Regions from separate parts of the Sus scrofa genome. Here all the other regions are linked to region 1. A link is a contact called in public Hi-C and HiChIP or PLAC-seq data. All regions are on one chromosome and are shown on one strand. The core of a region is the stretch at or near the end of the contact, and the rest is flanking DNA. Distances in the headings are between cores, read along the strand shown.

Region 1 (3,984 bases), core at 868-3,367:
ACATAAGCCCGACACCGCAAACCTCATTGTTAGAGAGCTAGGCTTTCAAATGATGCTGGGAGCTTGCTACACAGAAAAATTTTAGAGTATTAATCCTTTCCGCTTCTTGTGAAACACAGATACACATTTTTAGGTATTTTTACACAAATCTATTGTCCAGATTCAATACCTCTGTGAATTACCTGGGTTAAAAACAGTAAATACACGACTGCATTTTTAAAAATAAGGCCTAAAGGCACAGTCATCAGACTGTTCGACATGTGTTGGACCTAAACCAGGGTTTTATGGTGCTAGTTAGAGAAGGCAAAGGGACTGAAGGCTTGATCCCAAAGTCCTTTTACCACTGAAATCTCTGTAAAAGGTTTCATTACTTTAAAAAATTATGTGTGTGTGAATCATGTTTGTTTATTGAAAAAAGGGCTTGCTAACACATACACTTTTTTTTTTTTTTTTTTTTTTTTAAAGAATCAAAACAACTCCTTCCTTGAATGTGACTGTTTTGGCAACAGTTAAACCCAACCCCGTCATTCTAACACTGCCCGCCTTCCTGGTTCTACTAGGTGAGGGCCGCCATCCTGCCATCATTTATAGGCAGAGCTGAGAAGCACCAGCAATGGTGCAGCGTGGTGACGAGCACTTTAAAAACACAGCCAAACTCCGCTTTTAAAGTAGAGAACACGCAGACACAGTCCCTGCTGCTGACAATGTCCAAAAGATTCCTTATAGACAATCTATCTAGACGAAGCTACAACAGCCCCAGGAAATATAAACAGTGTCGGCAAGACAGCGGGGGCGGGGTGGGGGGGAGAGGAAACAACTGATGGGAAGGAAGCTAATCATGTGAAGTTTGTCCAACTCCACAAGGTCTAATACATTCCAGTCCGTTTCCACTCACAGCAGCCATTAAACGTGCCCTGACACGTGGGCGCAGGGGACCTCCTTTCTCTCAGGTTTTTGACCATTTTCTTCTCTGTGCACTTGTTTGTACACAACCGCGCCTGGGCAGGGGTGATCACAAGACGACAGGCCGCGGCAGTTCCCTCACTCAGATTTCCAGTTACCCAAAGTTTCGCTCCACCGCGGGGATTTAATGAGAATCACGAGTTCCTTTTCGAAAGTTATGAATGGTTTAAGTCAAGTTTACAAGACACAAACAGAAGGGGAGGAACCGGTGGGTCGAGAGGCTTCAGGGACAGCATTTTAAAATTAGCTTTAATTGATATACCCTAGTCGAAAAAAAATTTTTTAAAGTCACTCTGTTCCACGCAATAAGTCCGGGCAATACTTTTTTAAAAAATCACGCAAGCCTCACGTCTGAGTCTTGACCTCCTCCTATCATCCGCAAATGATAGCAGTCTCCAGACCGCTCACTGCTCGGGGGTCCCTCGCGGGACGTGTGATCTCTGCGACCCGCTATTTCGCCGCCAGACCCCCAACCCCCAGCGGGTTCCAGGGCTGCGCCTTCGCTGCCGAGTCCCCAGAAAGAGCGGAAGAAAGTAGGGAAGAGGGGCGTGGCGCCGGGTCGCCCCCAGCTGCCGGCCCTTCTCGCAAACCTGGCAGCGCCGCAAGCTGGAGCTGGGAACCCCGGAACCTCCCAAACCTCCCAGTCCCAACCCGGCGCGGGGCGCACGGCCGCGGGCCGGTGAGGAAGCGAGCGAGCCGGGAGACCTTCTCTCGCTCCCGCCCTCGTCCCGGGGGCCGGTTCCCAGCCCTGGACCCGCAGGGCTGCGGGCTTCCCGCGCCCTCCGGCCGCTGCCGCCCGTCGAGGGCGAGCGCGCCGTCCGTCTCCGGGTCTCGGCGTCCCTTGCCCTCCCTCCCCCATCCCGGTCTCCGGCGCCCAGTGCCCGGACCAGTCCCCGCCCTCTGGGACACTCTTCCCTCCTTCCTTCCTTCCTCCGTTCCCTCCCTCCATCTCGCTTCCCAGCACTGGGAACTCGGAGGCGGCTCCCGAACTGGCCAGCCGACGCCCCGCGCTGCGCCCTGGTCCCTTCGGGGACCCGACTTGCCACCTGCGCCCGCTGCTCGGTGCTCACTCGCCTGCCAGAGCGCTGCCCCTGCCACCACCGCTGCTGCCGGGGACTCTGTCTCTAAGGGCTCCTGGAGACGGCTCCGACCTCTCCTCCTCCTCCTGCTCCTCCGGGCGGGCGCCGGCTCCGCCTCGCTCGGGGTAGGCGGGGCGGACAGCCCGACGGGCGGGGCGGCGGCGGCCCGGACTCCTTCCTCCTGGCCTAGCCCTCCTCCCTCCTGCCCAGACGCCCGGGCTCTTACTCAGTTCGGCCGCCGAACCCTTGCTTTGCCGCACGTGGGCTGGCAGAGAGGAGAGGTGGGGAGCGTTGAAGTCCCGCAAAGGTCTGGCCGCTTTGGCCACCCCCCGTTTCCCTTCCCCAAATTCCCTAAAGCCCTGGAGTTCAAAGATTCTTCGGTTCCCTCCCACCCCCCATTCACGACCCTGCACAGGGCTGTTCTCACTCCTCGGAAGTTTCCCTCGCGTGTGAACGCCTTGCCAACCCTTATGCCAACCGTCCCTTAGGCCGCGAATATGTGCTCTGCCAACCCCCTACACAAAAGTTAGGCTCTGTTCCAGGAATTTCTTAAGAAAACAGTCACAGCAAAATTTAAAGGGCCCTGGGGCCACAGAGAGATTTTGCTTCCCAGAAAGTGGAGCTATAACTGCAGATTGTTGAATGTGAAGTACACCCGCCCATCATGAGCTTCCCTTCCATTGCTCCACCATGAGATTTGTGTTTCCGAATGCCCAGTACCTGGCAGAGTTCCGCTTAATGAACGGAATTCGCTTTGGTTTTTTTCTGGATGGATTCAGGGTCCAGGAGTTTGAGAAGCCACGTTCGTTTCCGTAGACTTCAAACTATTAATACAGCCATTCAACAGTCATTGACGTCTGCTATGTGCCAAGCTCTGCAATAAAGGTGATTGGTGGTGGGGGTGGGGATGTCACCCTCAAAAAGTCCAGAAAGAGTCCAGAAAGAGTGAAAAAGATGGATGTGCAGAAATAGTATCACTCAGCAGACTTCTCGCACATTCCTAGGTGTCTGCTTTCTTGTTTGACAGGGTGGAGATAAAAGAGTAAATGCTTTCATGTACGTAATCTCATCTGGAAACTGAGACACCAAGAACTTAAGGGGCTTATTGAAACTTTTCTAATATAGTACTATTCAATGTGTGACTCACAGAACAATGACTGTCTGGGAACTGCTACCCATCTGTAATGGGATAAGCATAGAAAGTGAAAGTGAGCATGTAAAAACTTTTATAGCAATTTGTGTGATTTTCTGCCTGTTAAATTTGATAACGAAGAATATGGCCTTGTATTTGGTATGTCTCTTTTACTTTTCTCATTATTCATGTTGTATTTATCATGTTGGATAAAAGCATCAGCCTGCAACAGATTGAAAATAAAATCCCACAGATAGTTGGAGATGCACTGATCTAGTTAGGAGCAAGGCAAGAATAATAAGAGCTAACACTTTCATGGCAGATGTTGCTCTAAGTGCTTTACATATATTAATTTTATTAATCATCCTACCAACCCTAGCAGGTAGGCTCAGGGATGTTAAGCCAGGCAGCTCAAAAGTGGCAGAGCCAGAATTCACTGCAAAGAGTCTGGCCCCAGACTTTGTCCTTTTACCCACGACCCTCAATCCAGTGTTCTTTCTGCTCCACTGTGTGCAAACTTCAGTAATTTCACGTTTCTTCTTTGTACCTTCTATATGATTTTTTTTTTTTTTTTGCCATTTCTTGGGCCGCTCCTGCGGCATGTGGAGGTTCCCAGGCTAGGGGTCGAATCAGAGCTGTAGCCACTGGCCTACACCAGAGCCACAGCAATGCGGGATCCGAGCCGCATCTGCCACCTACACCACAGCTCACGGCAACGCCGGATCGTTAACCCACTGAGCAAGGGCAGGGTTCGAACCCGCAACCAATGGTTCCTAGTCGGATTCGTTAACCACTGTGCCATGACGGGAA
Region 2 (3,984 bases), core at 572-3,071, 55 kb before region 1:
TACTCCGCCCTGGAGGATGGGAAGGATTTCTAAGCAGAGAAGGGGTGAGCAGCGTGAGGTATCCTTGGGAGAAGTGGTAAAAAGGCAAGCCTGGTGAGAATAAAAGGAAGGGTAGGAGCTGCACATGAGGGGATGGAGCAGATAATGGAAGTGGAGAAGCCAGAGAGGAGTCTAGGCTGGTGTTGTGGGCGACACGGAGGCAAGGACAGTTCTGGAGCAAAGGACGAATGTCCTGAGAGTTGAACTAAAGGATGTACTATGAACACTGGACACTTGGTATTGACAAAACCACCCAGCAACCTGCTGAACAGACTGAGATGCCAGACGGCAGAAGAGCAAGCTAGGATTGTAGGTCTGTCAATCAGAATGGGGTGATGGGAAGGACGAGGAGATGGGAGCATGATCTGAGCCCTCTTGCTGTCCAGGCGCTTTTCATTCCATCACAGCTGTTTTCATGAGACTCATAAACACTGTAGGGTGGATTGTAAACATGGCCCCAATTCTTCTCCTCTCTGTATCCTTCCTCCCTGCCATGAGATTCTGCAGCTCCTCTCACCAAGAGGTAGAATCTATTCTTGTAGCTCTTGAATCGAGGTTAGAGCTTGCTTTAGCCAACAGAATGTGTGAGAAGCCATATTGTGCCAATTCTAAGCCTCATCCTCAAGATGCGTCCACTGTCTCTTTTGGAACGTGCAGGACAGTAAGAACCATTTCTTGGTCATTGTCACCACTCTGGCCAATATACAGGTGACTTACCAGCCTAGGTGACCTGGACCTGTAGCTGACTGAAGACATGTGAATGTCTCAATTGAAATCTCAAGAATCACATGCTCTAGGCCCAGCCCAAACTGACAACCCACAGAATTAAAGAATAAAGAAATGATTGCTATTTTGAGTTAAATTTCTGGTAGTAAATTTTGGGGAGCTTTGTTATGCAGCAAAAAGCTAACTGATACACACTGCCAAGAACAGCATAACTATATCAGGGAGCGGTGCCACACGAGAGGTGCCTCAAGGTTTTTCTCTTAAGAAGTACACTGCTTGCCAAACCCTAAAGGAAGTTTTCTACCACTAACAGAACTGTTATCTCACAATAGTCACATTTAGGTTTAAAGTGAGGTGAGAGGAAAAAAAAATTGGGCAATAAGGAAGCTAGTATGTTACAGCTATGAGCCAGTTTTCATTACGACACACTGCAAGGGACAGTCTGAATTCCTTGGCTGAAGTAACATTTTGTTGTTTTGGATACTGTTTGAAACAAGCAGACCATCAACAGGGGCCTGGAAATAGTTTCATTACAAAAAAAGTTTTTATTTTAATAGTATTTGGCATGTAATCATAGAGCTTTTCCCTGACCATGTTCTTAGCAAGAGAACATGGATTGATCTGTTTTTTAAAGGCACGGAAACATCATAAATCATTTCAGAGGGGGAAAAATGTGAATAAATAGACATCTAATCATAGTACCAGTAAGGAAGCCTCTAACTTAGACATGTGAATATCATTTCAAAAATAATGTCAAACAGTCACTTTGTTTTAAAAATGAAAGAGCACTTACCAGTAAGACTCTGTGTGGCCCACTGTTACCAGGTTTTAGGTGATGGGATGAATCTGAAATAGAATGAAACAAACATTCCTTAAGTAAATCACGTGTGGAAAGGGTGTGCCTTTCATCCCAGTGGCTGCTATCATGTTGAGTATGTATTCTTCTAGTTAAAGATTAGCAAAGCTTTCTTTTTCTGGCTCCTGATGGAATAGGGAGTTTTTCGGCTACATATTTCAACTTCCTGAACAGAGAGCACTCTCTCCTCTCCTTCAGGGAGTGCGGAAAGTCTGAAGCCAGTATAACTATAAATGGTAGTGTTTTCGTCCCAACCCCTCCAAGTCAGTGGACGCCTTCCTGGTGGTTGTTCTTGCCTTGGTTCCCCAAATCCCTTCTGTGAGGACCAAGCCATGACTCCCTTTACGGAACCAGCTAAAAAACGGGTCCAACTGGGGAGTTCCTGTCGTGGCGCAGCAGAAACAAATCTGACTAGGAACCATGAGGTTGCATGTTCGATCCCCGGCCTCACTCAGGGGGTTAACCATCTGGTGTTGCAGTGAGCTGGTATAGGTCGCAGACGCAGCCTGCATCTGGCGTGGCCGTGGCTGTGGCTGGCACCTTTAGCTCCAATTAGACCCCTAGCCTGAGAACCTCTATATGCCATGGGCCCTAAAAACCAAAAAACAAACAAACAAACAAAACTGGTTCGGTACAGCTTGAAGGACCAGAGGAAGAGTGTCCAAGGCTACCTAATAGTGGTCACCTGATCACAAATAACCATACCTTTTTCTTTGACTGATAATGGTGAGCCTAAGGTCCTGCTGTTCACCAGAAATATAACAAAGCCACAGATATAACTTTAAATTTTCTGGTAGCCCCATTTAAAAAGCAAAAAGAGGCAGATGACATTATTTAACCTGATGTATTCGGAATATTGTGACTTCAACAAGCAACTGATATAAAAAACCATTAATGAGACATTTGCTTTTTTTTGGTCATACTAAATCTTTAAGACCCGGACCGTCGCTACTTGGGCTAGCAGCATTCCAAGCCGTCAACACCCACAGCGGCTAGTGACCTCCACACCAGTCCAGCTAGTAGCCTCCACACCAGATAGCAGAGGCCAAAGGAATCTATCCTTGGCCTTCAGATGCTGGCAAGGCTCCAAAGTCAGTGCAATGCACATGGAGATTTTGTTCATCTATGTTCCTGCTTCTAGGAATCCATTGTTAATTACCCCATTCCGTGGTGTCATTTAGTAGAAAGAAAACATGATAATAGCGAATATTTATATAGCACTTAACGATGTGTTCTTGGCATGTGCCCGTATTACCTTAATGAACCCCCACAGTAACTTCATGAAGTAAGTACAGAATCATTCCTATTCTGTAATGAGGAAACTGAGGCAGAGAGAGGTTATAAGTAACTTAGGTGAGGTTAGAAGATAGTGAGAGCTGGGATTCTAATCTATGCAGCAGCCTCCAGAGCCAGGCCCTTAGCCACTACACTGTCAATTAAATTTGAACGGCTCAAAATAAGATAATTACTTTCAGTTTTAATTATAACCATCAAGTGATCCAAGACTGCTCCCATGATACGTGGTCAGATAATAGCAGTGATGGCAGATGGAGGAGTTATGGGATGTGGGAGCAAATTAAATTTAAAATAGTTCAGGGTGGGAACACAAAAACCACATGCAAGTCTGGGGTCAGAAAGACCATGCTGTGTCTGGGGGGGGCGCTGCTTGGATGATCAAGATGGGGATGTAGTTGGAGGTTAATGGGGGGGGGGTCTTTGGAAAATCGTGCCTTTGTGGTTTTTCTCAGGGAAGACGCCATCACTTTCATCTGATTCTCAGAAGAGTCTGTAAGTTAGACATCTCTGTATCTGTCTTGGCGGTGGTAGGGAGTAAGAGGAAGAATCAGGCAGAAAGGAATTAAGGAACACATTCTTTCACTTTGTTCATCTGTGGCCTCCCAAGAAATCACTCCCAATGAGTAAAATCATATCCACACGTATGAACTTCCTGCCCAAGTCACAGGGAAGGGGGGTTGGTCAGGGATGCTGTTTAGAATCAACTGGCTGTGGGCTGAGGCCACAGGGGACGCTGCTTCCCCATCTCCCAAGGCAAGCCCTGAAGCTGCTGAAAATCTGCCAGTGGCTTCCTCTAGGTTGTAGGATTAAGTCCAAGCTCCTTATCCCAGGCTCCCAAGCCCACGTGACCTCGTGCCTGCCCTGTCCCAGGCACTCTCCCAAGGGCATCTTGTCCTTTATCCACACCCACCTACTTATGGGTCCTGAAATCCTGCCCCCTCCCACTCCTCTGAGCCTTTGCAGACTCTGTTCTTTTTGTCAAGCTTGTCCTTCCCTACAGTATCACCCTGCCTTCAGGTCTCAATGCAAAAATCACCACTTCTGGGGAGCCTCTGGGAACTGTTGGC
Region 3 (3,984 bases), core at 428-2,927, 39 kb before region 1:
TGAACTCCAACTCCCCGCTATACCTTGACTTTGTGCTACACATCTGACACATTTTACAGTCTTTTGTCTCTTCCTAAAGCCTTAAAGTGTTACTACCTTCCAAAAATGCTCTGAGAATTCCACTAATAAAGAGACTGCCTGCCTTATTGATGGTAGTGGCAGTGTTTCTTTCAGTTGATTCTGAACACGGCTGGCTCAGATTTCAATGCCACGTGGTTTGCTACACTACTTTTGTTGTATCTTCCAGGCAGTTTGGGCCCAGTGGCCACAGAAAATACTGTGGAACAGTAAGAGAACGCTTTGGAAGAGACAGAAGGAAGGAGACGCAGATCCCTCTTGCCAGGCATCTCCTATACTTTGGATTTTCTGGTTGCTTCTTCAATATGGGTGCTTTTCAGAAGAGCAGTGTTTCTCTCATGAATGAGCCCCATTTATGATGAAGCCCCAAGTGATCAGTGTTAGCTGGGAGCGGACAGCCATTCTCCCAAGCTTCTGGCATTTTCCCAGCATGGCAGTGAACGCAACCCCGCAGAGATCAGTTTCTCTCTGTAACCCCTTTCTCTCTTTCCTTGGCCTCTTAGCAAACCTCTGCTTCAGAGAGTTTAGTCAGTTGGTGTTTGTCTACTGTGTCTTTTCTCCTTTTAAGCATCATCTTTCTGCAGCTTTTATATGTGAAAATTTGAAATTACTGCCTAAAAGCAGGATATTATTAATCTCCAGTCACTTGAGAAATAACAGTTCATGGATATGGCCAAATTCTAACAGTAGAGATAACATAATAGAAAACATGGATCTATCAGTTCCATCCTTTTACCTCCTCAATAAATGACATGCAATAAAGCATTTGCAAGTCTTGTCGAACTTTTATTTATGTGTATCTCTCTCTCCTTTTTTTTTTTTTTTTTTTTGGCCACCCTGCGGCATATGGAGTTCGCAGGCCAGGGATCAGATCCAAGCCACCCAGAGCCTTTTAATTCACTGTGCCTGGATGGGGATTGAACCTGCGTCCTGGTGCTGCTGAGACATGGCCAATCCTGTTGCGCCACAGTGGGAACGCTGATGTGTGAGTATTTCTTTAAAGCTTAAAAGCTTTGATGTTTGCGACATGAAATCCTATTTATTTACGAATAATTGTTTGGGAAGGTAAGCTGCTGGGTGGCTTCTCCAAAAGAAGAAAAGAGTAGATATTGATTATGAAGCATTTTGTCATCCAAGTCAAAAGCTCCCCAAACACTTTGATACACACACAATATATATATATATAATTTTTAAAATGATTTTTATTTTTTTCCACTATAGCTGGCTTATAATGTTCTGTCAGTTTTCTACTGTACAGCAAAGTGACCCAGGCACACATGTGATTTTGAACCACAAATCTGAATTCCTAGAATGTGCGTGTGTGCAATTTAACTCTGGACTTAATCCCACTGTGGTCTTTGCATCCTTCTCAGGCTGTGTGAGCAGTTTCCCTTCTTCCTGTGTTCCCTGAGCACTGAACGTGGGCAGTGCCAATGTAAACCACACACTAGTGACATTTTGAACAACTCTCAAATTCCTGCACTCTTCTGCAAAGCTTCAGTGCCAGCCCTCTTTTCAGAATCCCCCCCTCCCCAGTACTATTTCACATTTTCTTCTCTTGACTTAGCTTAGTTGGGAAGTATTTTGTTAACAGTCTTCTGGCCAGTTTCAGCATAGGGCTTCTGGCAAAAGGCAGGGTTGCAGCATTTCAGAGGCCTGGCACTAACTCCAGAAAATCTTTTCCTATTTTCAATCTTACTTACTACTCCTCTTTTCTTCTGCCGCTCAACAAGGAGGAAGAAAGCACAAATCCCTTACACACCGAACAAGAGACACACAGTCACAAAAAAAACTCCTCCCCAGCTTAAAACCAGCAGAATCTTAACACCCTTATTGGGGACTTGTAAATCCAGAATCGCCTAAGGCAGACAACAAAGTCTTACAAGTAAACCACATGCATTAAACTTTAACTTCTGCTTCCCCCCACCCCAACCAGTTTATTTGTGGGAGATGTGACTTCACAAACCCTCAACATTTCCCTCCTAAGAGAAGCCCAGTGTTTTTGGGTGGAGATGCTGTGACCTCAGGGAAGGTGGGAGCCCTGGCCTAAGGGGCTGTCAACCAAGTGAGGCCCAAGGAGAAGCTGTGTAAGGACGCTGGGAAAGGATTTTGCCTCCTCACCAAAGATAGGAGCCTCATAATAGGTGCCTCTTTGGTTCTCAACTTTGAAACTGGTGGTGAAGCATGGACCTGTGATCACCATTTGGTGACCACAAGAGAGCAAATCCAAAATTTAAAAACTCAACACAGCAAAGAAGGTAGACCCCAGGAATGAAAAGAGCATAGATCTTTAGTGGCAAATGGGAGAAGAAACTGTCTCCCAGATTTTCTGAATGTGTGGAAAATAACCCCTGCTTGTTGGGGCCACAATGAGTCATGTTTCCTTTTCTGTGCTTATAGCCTTGATATACATAAGATGACAAAAGCGAGGTTTATGGCTTCTTAATTTGGTCCCCATTAACTTAGATTTGAGAAAAGTTACTTGGCAAACCTCGAGCTAATATGGAAAATATGACTTGTTATAGATATATTATTTAACACTGACTCTTAGACTTTCTCCATCCAGAGTGACCATTCCATCTAGCTAGCTAGCCAGCCAGCCAGCCAGCCAGCCAGCCAGCCAGCCAGCCATCCAGCCAGCCAGCCAGCCATCCATCCATCCATCCATCCATCCATCCATCCCTTCTTTTATTCTACCAACAACCAACTACTAAGCCTCTACTTAGTGCTGAGCACTGCATTAGGCACTGGGAATATATATATAACCTCCAAAAGACAGATGACACTATACCCAGTTTAGAGATAACGACACTTGAAGTTCAGAAGGTATACATGTTTTTCCTAAAATTACAAGTCTACAAGTGGCAGAGTTAAGAGTCAAATCTGGGACTATCTGAATTCACAGGCCTTGTGCTTTTCCCGCTACCCTGCAGCTTGAACCCTAGCCATCACTTCGTCAGCCCAATTTAGAAATAAAAAATTGTACTGCTTTTTAATATTCTACAATTTTCATTGCCTTTCACTCCCCCATCTACAGTTAATCTAAAGTAGTTACACTGTAGACTGTATCTAGACACACCCAGAACATATATCCACTTTTCACCTGGATGTCTGACACTGTCCTTACAGGATGGGGATGGCCATGTCACCATGGTGACATCCGCTTCCACAGTGCTCATCTTGCATCGACTGGCCATCGTATGCACCAAGAGTTGGAGACCTTGTCTACCTTGCTCATGGTGCCTGGTATGCCCTGACATATGATGGGGTCCCCTCTACATATCTGCTAATTGTCTAAGGAAAATAAGCCAAATAATAAGATGCTGTCTCAGGAACTCCTGAGTGCCAGTTCTTAAGTCTCTTAGTTTAATGAGGTGATATCACTCCCAAGACCTTGGCAGAGTGCCATTCCAGAAGGCGCATCATAAGTCGCTGACGAAGCAATCTGTACACTACGTTTACAGCAAATGTGTTCCTCACTGTAGAATGCTAGAGACGACCCAAGTGTCTAGTATTTGGACCCAAAGATAAGCCAACAGCTACTTAATGAGTACAGGAGAGCACAAGGAGAAAGATGTGAAGTGTAAGGATAGGAAGAGGGCAACATCGACCAAGGTTAGAGGCAAAAGTAGACCAACAATGATGTACACACTGACCCAACTACACCAAAATACACATGTTGGGAAAACAGGCACTAGAATGTGAGGACTTATAAGAGTAGTTCTTAAGTGTCCAATGGAAATTCAGAATTTAATAAAACCACTTATAGTTGGCTCTTCCATTTTATTTCCAGAGCCTTTCTGATGATCAATAATACAGAATTCTTACAAAAGGCATGTTCAAAATTTGACACATGACCAATTTTGAAAAAGATGCCTTCTGGGTGTCTATTGTCAAAGTGAAGGC

What was found. Hi-C and Micro-C count contacts between places; a contact is called where the count stands out from the background. HiChIP or PLAC-seq counts read pairs in DNA pulled down with a chosen protein or histone mark.
Region 2: an H3K27ac HiChIP or PLAC-seq map of skeletal muscle shows a contact between it and region 1. The contact joins the enhancer-like site here to the promoter of GNG12 in region 1. A contact is called at or near these places in 10 of 47 Hi-C or Micro-C datasets (adipocytes, alveolar macrophages, embryonic fibroblasts and 6 more) and 1 of 2 datasets of contacts at active chromatin or transcription factors (skeletal muscle).
Region 3: a contact with region 1 is called in a Hi-C map of embryonic fibroblasts, with 2.7 times the contacts expected there. The contact joins the enhancer-like site here to the promoter of GNG12 in region 1. A contact is called at or near these places in 3 of 47 Hi-C or Micro-C datasets (embryonic fibroblasts and epiblast stem cells) and 1 of 2 datasets of contacts at active chromatin or transcription factors (skeletal muscle).

Annotation. Positions count from the first base shown.
Region 1 is chr6:144,780,657-144,784,640 of Sscrofa11.1, reverse strand. GNG12 (guanine nucleotide binding protein (G protein), gamma 12) reads right to left here and starts at 2,117. Exons shown (of 5, transcript NM_001145387.1): 1 at 2,038-2,117.
Region 2 is chr6:144,835,533-144,839,516 of Sscrofa11.1, reverse strand. GNG12 (guanine nucleotide binding protein (G protein), gamma 12) reads right to left here. Exons shown (of 5, transcript NM_001145387.1): 2 at 1,559-1,611. Among named protein-coding and RNA genes, the nearest start is that of GNG12, 55 kb to the right of the region's middle. Within about 2 kb of position 1,821, at least 23 of the 83 cell types and tissues checked have an H3K27ac peak or open chromatin away from gene starts, as enhancers often do. A contact at or near this core is called in fetal skeletal muscle, retroperitoneal adipose tissue and skeletal muscle, where this site is marked.
Region 3 is chr6:144,818,809-144,822,792 of Sscrofa11.1, reverse strand. The region is part of intron 1 of GNG12 (guanine nucleotide binding protein (G protein), gamma 12); the gene reads right to left. Among named protein-coding and RNA genes, the nearest start is that of GNG12, 38 kb to the right of the region's middle. Within about 2 kb of position 1,677, at least 15 of the 83 cell types and tissues checked have an H3K27ac peak or open chromatin away from gene starts, as enhancers often do. A contact at or near this core is called in embryonic fibroblasts, where this site is marked.